Regions from separate parts of the Zea mays genome. Here region 2 is linked to region 1. The links are chromatin contacts, called in public Hi-C maps. All regions are on one chromosome and are shown on one strand. The core of a region is the stretch at or near the end of the contact, and the rest is flanking DNA. Distances in the headings are between cores, read along the strand shown.

Evidence for each region. Hi-C and Micro-C count contacts between places; a contact is called where the count stands out from the background.
Region 2: a contact with region 1 is called in a Hi-C map of ear, with 3 times the contacts expected there. The contact joins the promoter of LOC100304261 here to the promoter of LOC100283886 in region 1. A contact is called at or near these places in 3 of 25 Hi-C or Micro-C datasets (ear, leaf and tassel).

The regions. Positions count from the first base shown.
Region 1 is chr5:117,983,968-117,989,272 of Zm-B73-REFERENCE-NAM-5.0, forward strand. LOC100283886 (chloroplast small heat shock protein) reads left to right here and starts at 2,758. Exons shown (of 2, transcript NM_001156784.2): 1 at 2,758-3,102; 2 at 3,203-3,713. The coding sequence starts at 2,853. The coding sequence ends at 3,588. It overlaps LOC100216795, which reads left to right. Exons shown (of 5, transcript NM_001143194.1): 2 at 402-657; 3 at 1,292-1,382; 4 at 1,753-1,819; 5 at 1,914-2,344. The coding sequence starts at 540. The coding sequence ends at 1,967.
Region 2 is chr5:118,381,449-118,386,753 of Zm-B73-REFERENCE-NAM-5.0, forward strand. LOC100304261 (Protein WVD2-like 5) reads right to left here and starts at 2,921. Exons shown (of 7, transcript NM_001326605.1): 1 at 2,373-2,921; 2 at 2,105-2,254; 3 at 1,591-1,652; 4 at 1,050-1,209; 5 at 889-960; 6 at 688-798. The coding sequence starts at 2,600.

The sequences.
Region 1 (5,305 bases), core at 1,508-4,007:
TGCCAGCCAGATTCGTGAAGCAGTTAGTGAGGTCAGGGCATGGCAGGTTAAAAAGGCCCTTCCCTTCTATTATCCAAATTCCCAGCGATTGTGAGTTTCTTGGGTATCAGCCATGAGGAAAATGAAGTGCCTTGTGGATCATTTGTGTGCCGAGGAGATCCAACACCGGGTTGGTGAGCTTTGGAAGGCAGCCTTGACTGAGTTTGTGTCTGTACTATTTACTTGATGAATGTCCTAATAATTTCAGAGTGATGAGTAAAAGCTGGGCCTAGTAGCTGGTTCTGAACTTCTAGTATTCCACCGTTTAGAATTATCTAAATGTAAGCATATTTTATTTGTGCTGTTACTCGCAAGTACCTGTTAGTACTAATCATTTCTTGGCCAATTCTGGCTTGCAACAGAGCAGTGGTTGTTTTGGTTGTGCCCAGCCTACTCCGATAATAGCTGTTGATGAGCCCACAAAAGGTTTAAGAATTCAAGGGCGCTCAGTAAAAAGACACAATTTATCTGACGACTTTTGGAGTTCAAGCCCGCACGAAATGGAGAACAGTGCCTTGCAATCCCGACACAGTATGTCCTCAATCAGCACTGCTGCACAACCTAATGATCAGCATGCTTCTGGAAGTAGCAGCTCCCCAAATGAATTTGTAAATCAAGGTAAATTAGTTGCCATATATACATGTCCAGAACACGTGGTGCCCATGTCGATTTATGGTGCACTAATTTACAATGTTTGGTTATCTGTTCCATGCTTCCTTGAGTTTTCACTTTTCAGAAAGCGTTAAACCAATATTTGTTTGTTGGAGTTCTGTTTATTCTTATTGAAACTGCATTTCAGTATGGTGTGTTTGTGCTCCAGAAAATTCAGCAAACTGGCAATTTTACAAGATGCAATGCGATGGACATTTTATGCAAATTATTACCTAGCATGACTGTATGCAGTATCAGTTCTTAGAACTCATCTATGCTCCTATAATCGGTAACTAATTAGTGTTACCTGTCTATAATCTAGCAATAAGCAATCTAAATCCTTTTTGGTTTCCAATTTTCCATAGCAGGAAATAATATATTATGACAGAGAGTCTCTCACGTATAGGCCAACTCCTGAAATTGGTCACACACATGGCCAGATGTAAACTATTTGTTCTTATGGCTCCCGAATTCCAACCCTATAGGGTAGGCGCCGAGGGAGAACCACTGGTGGTTCATTGCCTCATTTTTATATGCTAAAGCAATAAAACCACTAATGGTTCATTCCCTGACATTATGTCCCTCATTTGTACAAACATAGGTCTTCTACTATGGCACCAGACTAGACAGCAGTGGATTGGAAAACGAAGACATAATTCTCAGGGTCAACAAAGTCAAGGACCAAAAATAAGGTTAGTTCTCCGAGTTCAATTTTTCTTATGGAACGTCTATGGTCTTGAATTTTTCTGTCTTTGCAGTGACCAAAATATTTCCTTGGTGTAGTAGTTTTTAGTTACGTGAAATACCTTCTTTGCTTCATGCATGGGAATGAACCAGTCGTGGGTTTTATCCACTGTTTAAATTGTCATTCGAAACATCACGAAGTTGTGATATATTGTGGTTATCGATGATATGCTATTTATATAGTAATATCCTTGCTACCATGTTGGTAATTTGACAGTGGCTCTCCAGCAGTTAGAAATCTTGTTTATAATACTTTGAAATTTAGGATAGCTTCTGATTGCCTTTTGAAACTAATATCTATCTGCATGGCGACTGCAGTTGTAATGCTACATACGAGAGCCTGCTCGGGAGCTCGAAACCATTTCCACAACCGATCCCTCTTGGTGTAAGATATCTTGAAAAGCTACACGACATCTTCCATTTGACATGTGCGTCCTGTTTAGACAATGCATTGATTTTCCTGGCTTGTCCGCTGTCAGGAAATGGTGGGTTTCCTCGTGATCAGCTGGGAGCAGGAAGGCCTATACGATTAGAGTTGGTTATTGGAAGTGTGCTGTTTCAAGTCATGAATCGCTGAAATGTACGCAACTTCTAGGCTGCGAAAGCTTGTGACCTCATGGATGTGGACTGTCTCGGAGACAGGATGACATCCCTCTTATGCAAATGTAAAATATTCTTTGTTATTTTATTACTAGTAATTGTGTTTACAGCGTTCAGTGTAGGAGTTCATTGTTTTATACTGAGTACAGTTCTCTCACGTTAGCTCGCGTAAAAGAAATCAGAACGTCTGCAGGGATGCCAGGGAACTAGATACTGGGAGCTGCCTTGAGCCTGATGGCCAAAATCGGGTCCAGTCCAGCCGATGTTTTTAGCTGTCATATGACTTGAGCAAGCATTTTACCTTACTTTTGTTTGCCAAACGTAAACATTGGCATGTCAGATTCTTTTTTAAGCTTCTCGTCTGAGTACAAAACCAAGAGATGACAGATTATTATTAATGAGAATAAAACCCAGATGAGGGATGCTAGTTAGATTCTGGAAATCGAACTCTCGCGCAACAGCGAGCACACCTGGCTCTGGCTGCAGCCTGCACTAGCAACCGGAGCCTAGCTCGGTTATCTGCATGTCAAATTCTGGGAGCAAAAGCAAGCAGACATCAATTGTGTACATTCTCAAATCTGCTTTCCATAGATCCTCAGCGCACCCAGAAGGTGATGGAAGAGGCCGTCTCCTTTCCAGACGCGTCTCCGGCCTTCTCAGCTTGCGTGTGTACGTGGCCGCCTCTGCCGCTTTATATGGACACCAATCGTCATCTCCATCTCTAAACAGACTAACAGAGTGAGGACACAAGGACGGTGACCAAGCAGAGTGACGACGACGCGACAATCAAGTCCGTAGCTCCGGCGGTAGACTTTGATATGGCTTTAGCTCGTCTGTGCCTCAACAGGGCCATCGCTGGCCGCGCGCAGGCGCTGGCGAGGCCGGCGCTCGCCGCAGCCCCGGCGACAGATCCGAAACTTCACTCGCTTCTCTCAACCTCGGCAGCCGACTCTGCCGCCTCAGGCGAGGCAAACCGCCGAGATGTCGCCGTGTCGGAGCGCTCCGCCCCCAATCGCCGCTGGGCATGGCGAGACCTCCGCGACTTCACCCCGTTCAGCCTCGTGGACGGTACGGCCTTAGCACCTGCCGCATTGAGCAACCCACGCCGGCCGGCCATGGACCCTGACTGACTAGTGACTAACGCCCGTGCATGCATCGACGCACGCAGGTCTCGGGAGCGCGCTGTCGCAGGTGGCGGAGACCCTGGGCCGCCCGCTGGAGCGCCTGGCGCCGTCGCGGCTGCTGTCCGGGAAGGTGCGCGAGGACGAGGCGCGGTACCGGCTGCGTTTCGAGGTGCCGGGCCTCGGCAAGGGCGACGTGCGCGTGGCCGTGGAGGACGGGGTGCTGGTCATCGAGGGCGAGAAGCGTGAGCACGGGGAGGAGGGCGACGGCGGCGAGTGGTGGTCGACCAGCGGGTACCACGCCAGCCTGCTGCTCCCGGACGACGCGCGCGCCGAGGGGATCACCGCCGAGGTGAAGGACGGCGTGCTGTACGTCACCGTGCCGCGCACCGGGGAGCGCAAGCGGAACGTCACCGAGGTGAAGGTGCAGTGATGCGTGTCGTGTCACTCAACTCTTGTGAGTGCTTCTTGTTTGTGAGCCCGTGACTGTTGTGTATTTTCTCCGGAAATAAAATACGTATCGTGTACAGAAAGCGAAAGCACGGCATAAAAGCATCCATCAAAATCGTACTGTGTAGAAGCATTGATGCGTAGAGATGGCCAATCGGACAGACGGCCCGGTTAGGTCACGGCCCGTTTAGCATGATTATTAGATTATTAGATGTACTGTGTCGGCACGGCATTAGTACCTGAACCCAGGCACGACATTAAGGCTCCTTAGCCGTGTTGTATCGGCACGGTAGGCCCGTTTAGCACTACACCACAGAATTTTAGTCAGACATTAACAAACACAGTTAAAATATACTAAAATAGCTAATATTGAGCTGTTTAGTGCAATGGCTGACTCATTAAAAACCTATCTAGGTAAAAACTCACCCTTGTGAGAAAACCCTAGATAAGAAAAAAGAGTACAGCACACAGCTAACTAGTCGTGTTTAGATCTAACCATGCATAATCGTGTCTAACCGTGCCTAGGGGCTAATCGGGGCGTGCCCCGTGCTCGGCCCAGGCACTACGGGCCGTGCCGTGCTCCGGGCCGGCCCGATTAGCCCGACATTATTGGCCATCTATATGTGTCATGAGGTAACAGAGTGGATAAATCGGGTAACACCGACAGTAAAAGTAAAAGAGAGTTTATATTCTGAATGATTGAGAGATTGTATATTGGTATTGGTAGGTATAGATGTTCAAATCGGCGGCCTGGGCCGGCTCGAGCATGGCTAGACCTGGCACGGATTAGCTAGCGAGACGTGTCTGCCGTCTCATTAGTCCCAAGTGAGGTCCAGACATGGGTCGCTAAGTTAGTAATCGTGTCGGACTGACTCACGGCCCAATGAGCTTAACGGATCTATAACAACATATGACGTTTAAATAATAAAAATATCCTAAAACTGTGCATATTTGAGGGTTTAAACCATATTTATTAACTCTAAACATTTATTTACACCCACATAACCAATAAAAACACATGTTTCTTGTGTTTTATACACTATATTCAAATATAATATATCTATTTATAGAAAAAATTTAAAAAATCAAATCGGGTCGTACGGGGCCTAGCCCGCTGTGCCACGCCTTTAGCCCAAGTACGGCTTAGTGACCGAGCTGGATCGATACAGGCCCGGTTTACTACGTGTGGACAAACCCGTGTTGGGTTTCGGGCCGCCGGCCGTCTTGACATCTCTGTTGGAAGGTTGAAGTAGACGAATCCAGACATTCCATTCCAATCCTTGGCCCGCTATACTAGTCGATGATATCTGGGAGTGGAATTTCAGTGTGTACTCGGGCCGGGCCTTGGGCTCTCCGCACTGTTTTGTGGCCCAGCTTCCCGTTTCGCAGTCCAATTGGCCAGTCGTAACTAGTCTCAGTCTCAGTCCACGGGTCTAACGCACGTGTAGGAAGTTGGACTGGGAGCGACGGAATGGGACTGTCAGGGACTCAGGGTGAAAATCGTCACTAGTGCTCCTGCTCCCCACCATCCGAGAGGCAGTGCGCCGGTCTCCGTCCGAGCGAGGATGAAGTGTGAACTCTCCGAGCAGTGGTGTCGCACCGGGCGGAAGCACCGACGGCGACAATTTTCCCCGGTTTTTTCGCTACGCAAACCACGTGTTGACGCCTTTTCGGAGCGCCAAACACTCAACAAGAACCGT
Region 2 (5,305 bases), core at 1,671-4,170, 400 kb after region 1:
TAATCCGACACCACACTAGAAATTGATACCGTCCTATTCGAACTTGTCAGCACTGACAACCGAGTGTGAATCATTACCGTTACCATTTACATTACATTTCATGAACCAAACGGCACCTTAGTGATTAGTACACACATGTAATTGCATCCGGAAAGTCGTAAATAGAGAAAAGCAAACTATCCAACTGCGGTTACCATCTCCACTCAGATAACAGGTTTTTACATCGGAAGAAAATAAGGCTTCCAGGTTCCAGCTCAACTATATGGTAGTTTTAATTTTGCCTCTTTTTTTTTAAAAAAAAAAGATTGTGTGGAGTATGTATTCTGAAAAGGCAAGAAAGGCAGTGGATGACTAAAACCCACGGAATTCACATTGTGTGAGTGATGATTCCACACATGCTCATAAGGCATATCAGCCATGAGTTCACTCAGCATAAGATACTATGGCTAGCCATGAGTCATAGGGTCCTGCAGCTCCCTCACCTTGCCTAACTACTACACAAGTTGACAGGATGGTAGCGTTTGGTTTTCTTTCTATTGTTCTGGGGGCTCATGATTTCAAGGTTTTTGCACGCCAAACTGAGCAAGCAAGATCTGTTTTCCACTCCTGCCAAAGCTGGCCTTGCTTGGCAAGGTGAGGCGAGCAAGGCACGCAAAATTGCCAAACGCGCCATAATCACTAAGTTACCTTTTTCAATTCAACCTTGGCAGGGGTTGGTTCCTTATAAAAGCTTGGCATTGGTGTTGCCTTGAAATTCAAACTCTTTCTCAGCATTTTGAGTTCTGCTTCTTCAGTTTCCTGTGCATTTTACAGAAATATATCAGCAAAAAACATAAGAGATGTATGTTGGAAGGCAGCATTTCCCAAAAGAAGGGCAAATAAGGGTACCTTTGACTTGGCTTGCAAATTGCTTATTTCTAACTCTCTTGCATGAATCTTCTCCTCAAGCTTCGAATAGAACTGTTTGATTGCAGAATTGGGTAAACAAAATTGTCAACATACATATTTCAAAATGGAATCAGAAAATAAAACAGCTAAACACAGTTTACCTCTCGTCTTTTTTCAGATCTCTCATCACACTTGAAGGTGAAACCATATGATGGCGTGCTTCCAACTTTTCGAGGCTTTGCACTCTCACCATTTGACTGTTCTTCATCTCTTTTGATGGAAGAGAGCTGTGCTGGTGGCTTTTGAGTTTTCCTTTTCTCCCTGGATTGGAGTTAAGTATAAATAGCATAAGTGACTCTTCAAATATATAGCCGTATAAGATGATTTTAGAGTAGTCATAGTTTTATATCCAGTGAAGGGCAGCCTGGTGCAGCGGTAGAGCCTACCGTCTGTAACCGGAAGGTCCTGGGTTCGAGCCCCAGCCTCTGCATATTAAGCAGGTAAGGCTTGGCGACTAAAGATACCCTTCCCCAGACCCTGCACAGTGCGGGAAGCCTACGGCACTGGGTACGCCCTTTATAGTTTTATATCCAGTCTATGGTGCACCAGGATTTGTGGGCATATATACTAAAACACTTAGTATATATACATTCCTTCTCCCAAGTTATTCTGATCTTGATAGAAAGGAAAGAAGCAACTTACTTGGACTCATCGGGCAATGCTGCATCAATTGGGGATGAGTGAGACTCATTCTTGCCAGCTTTCTGATAAAAGTGAAACAAGTCATGTAAGATCCGACTAGATTGGGCAGGAAGCTGATTTTAGATATCCATAACTAGTGAATATATTAAAAAAAGGTTCAACCCACTGGGGGTGACCTCCCCAGGGCCCAGGGCTGTGCTATTAGCCTATTAAGGTAGAAGACCTCAACCTTGCAGGCCGAGAAAAACACTCAGAGGGTCTTTTTAACCAGCCTAAATTCACTTCCACAGGGAGTTGAACCGAGGACCTAGAGGTGCTACTAAGGGACCTAGAACGATTCTGGGCCAGGTTGCTTATGTAATTTATATAAGGTTTGATCACCTGGAACGATTCCTAGGTGGAATCCTGGACAAACGAACAAGGCCTAAAGGACTTTCAACCACTAGGCTACAGGCTCTTTCACTGACTAGTGAAGATGTTGAAACAAACTGCATCATAATGTAGAACTGCTTACATTACTGCCGACACCAGAGTCACCATGGGACTCCTGGACAATGGGTGCCTTAGGAAAAGAAGAGTTGGGAGCTTTTCTCCTTGTCTGATTTTCATCTCCACTCCTTGGACTCTTAGATTTGACAGCCTTAGGTACATGGCTTTGATTCCCCTAAAATCACATCATAAACGAAATGGTAATCAGTACAACTGCAGATGGTATCATTTACTACCTATAGGTAGAAGATAGCCACAAAAAACATTACAAGACATCGCCGTCAAGAGCTCACCTTGGAAAGGCGAGGCTTCCTGCCTTCCAGGGGCGAGGTGGCCTCCCCGCCAGCCTCTTCTGGCGGGTTAATCACCTCGCTCTCACCTGAGTTGTCCTCATTGCCCTTCCTATGCTCTTCCTCACCCTGGCACCCTAAGCTAGGCATTGCGGGCGTCCCACTGGCCCCATCCTCGACGGCAACCGCCGCATCCGTTCCACAGATGATGTCATCAACCACATCGTCCATCTCGACCAAGCCGTCACTGATCCACCCGCCGAGGGAAACGAGGTACACCGTACACGCGAGATCTACGCACGAGAAATGCCGAATGCACGCAGATCTGGGCCAAGCAATCGCAAGACAAATGCCGGTGGCACCTATGGGTCCGGAGGGGGTGGGAGAAGGTGGAAAGATGGTTTCTTTACCTCGCCCGTGGACAGTGCTAGGGAATGGCGGTACGGAAGAGCACGACGACAGGGACAAAGGAGGCGGCGGCCCGCCGGCTTCCACGGAGAAGGCCGACTGTGGCAATGGAAGGAGAGGAGACAACGGGGGTGTAGGTGGTGGTGACTGTGTTTAGGCTGGAGGTGGTTACACGTTTCCAATCCCGCTGTCTTTTCAGTGTTTCCTTTTTCCGTTTGTTTTTCTATACTGTGTTTCCTTTTAGCTTTTTGTCTCCAGTTCTTAAATTCAAGATTCCCTGTGCTTAAATCCTTAGAAAATGAAGCTTGTGATCTAAAGTGAAAAAGTTTATCCATGTGTTTTAAAATAGTTGTCGAATCTCATTTCTAGAAATTAACTACTTTTATATTTAACAAATATATAAAAAAATGTTAATATTTATAATACATAATCCCTTTATTCTAATAATATATAGAGCATAATCATCTTTAGTTCAAAGACTAAAAAATATATTGAATTTTCTCTATTGAAATTAGTACTGCTGTAGTGATGTAGGTATACCTAGAAAAAGCATGCCTAATAAAAAATAGTTACCATCTTTAGTTAAATATAAGGTTTTTTTTGCTGAGCATGAATGTTATAGTAACTATTATTTAAAGATAGAGGTAGTAGATCGTTCAACAAATAAATATCTCTAAAATATAGTTAGTGATCGTTTGGATCCCTTTATTTTGAAGAAATTGAATCTACTTGTTGAGCACCAAAAGTGGTAGACGGTCAGCCCTTGGGCCCGGACAGTCCGTATGTCCCGCGATTAGATTATCCTTATCTCATGTGTGGTTATCTATTTAATCATGTGGGAGTGTTAGCTATCTCCTAGGAAAAGGTCCAAACGTCCTCCCCTATAAATATAAAGGGGTACGACATTGAGAACCTCGGGACACATTCCAATCGAACTTATCTACTTTATTTACTTTTCCTGCTATAGGAATAGATGTAGCGTAGCTTTAGTTGTAGCTTTCCGCATATCCACCTCTATTCGACTCTACGTCATCTAGATCCGTCCTAGGGTGGCCTGCCGACCTACTTCAATCAAGATATCTTTCTCAAATTGATCTCTTAATTTCTAGGCGACTCTACGTCGTCTGGATGCCCCGGGTGACTTGCTGACCCGAAGCACCCTAAGGTCTCTATCCCGTGGGGCGCGATTTAGGTCATACAAGGAGAAGAAAATGACCCTGCGCCATCGTGGACCGTTCGGCCCAGAGCTCGGACCGTCCGGACAGCATGCATGGAAGGCACCCGCTTCTGCCGCCAGGTCGCGGACCGTTCGGCCCAGAGCCGCCACAACAGCACCGTGGATCATTTTCGGCGACCTACATTATTTTCGGCGGCACATCCCTGGCCGCCGAAAATAAGATTGTTTTCGGCGACCACTGACACAGCCGCCGAAAATAAGGTTTTTAAAAACCGTCGGACCCTTCTTCTTCTCTATTCTTTCTCTCCTCTCCCAAACCCGCCGCTCGCCCGCCCGCCGGGCTGCCCGCCACTCCGAGCCGCCACCACTCCACCGTCGTTGTCGAGCCGCCGCATCGAGAGGTAAAATTTTTTTGCATATTTTATTTCTTATTTTCGGCGGTTGTTATTTAGTTGCCGCCCAAATTAGTATATATTTGTAATTGTGTTTGTTTGATTACTGTTTGTGATTAGTATTATTGTTTTAATTCGATTTCATTAATGTATTAGTGGTATATGTGATTTAAGAATTAGGGGCATATTGTATTTAGGCATTAATTTCATATTAATACGTGGTACTATTATATTATTAGTTTTATTAGTACATTATATTAGTACGTAGAATAGTTGCCTTATTAGTGTATGTGGTACTTAGTTTGATTTGATTAATATTATATCATTCTTTGTTTTATATATAAGTAATATTGTTTAGTGGCAGCGAGGTTATGCTGCCGAATTTTTTTTGGGTCCTGCTAGCTTGTTGTGGGTTTAGAACCTATCCTTGCCTATACATGTATGACCTATACCCTTGACGAAGTTGAATAATGTTTTCACGATATGGTTCAGTTTAACAGTCTCAGGCACGGCTGAAGACCATGCATGGATGTACAATGGTTGGAGTAGGAATGGACTTTATTCTGATGATTGGGTAGCCAAGACCAAAGATTTTGTGGACCATGTATTCTCCTTATCATTAAACGACACTGTCAGATGCCCTTGTAGGCGGCACGAAAACAGTATATTTCTTAATAAGGAAAGAGTTAGCCTAGATCTTTGTCAGTTTGGATTTATGCCCAGATATGAGGTGTGGGAACATTATGGTGAGGTAGTACCCAACCGGAATGTAGAAGAGGAGGAGAACAATGATTGGGCTGGCGATGATGTGATGCATGAGATGCTAGATTCGCTACGTCCAGAATTAAACCTAAGCTCCGAGAATCCTGCCACACCAGAGGTTTCCAGATTTTTTAAACTACTAAAAGATTCTGAAGAGCTGTTGCATGAACACACAGATGTGAGTATACTCGCTTTTG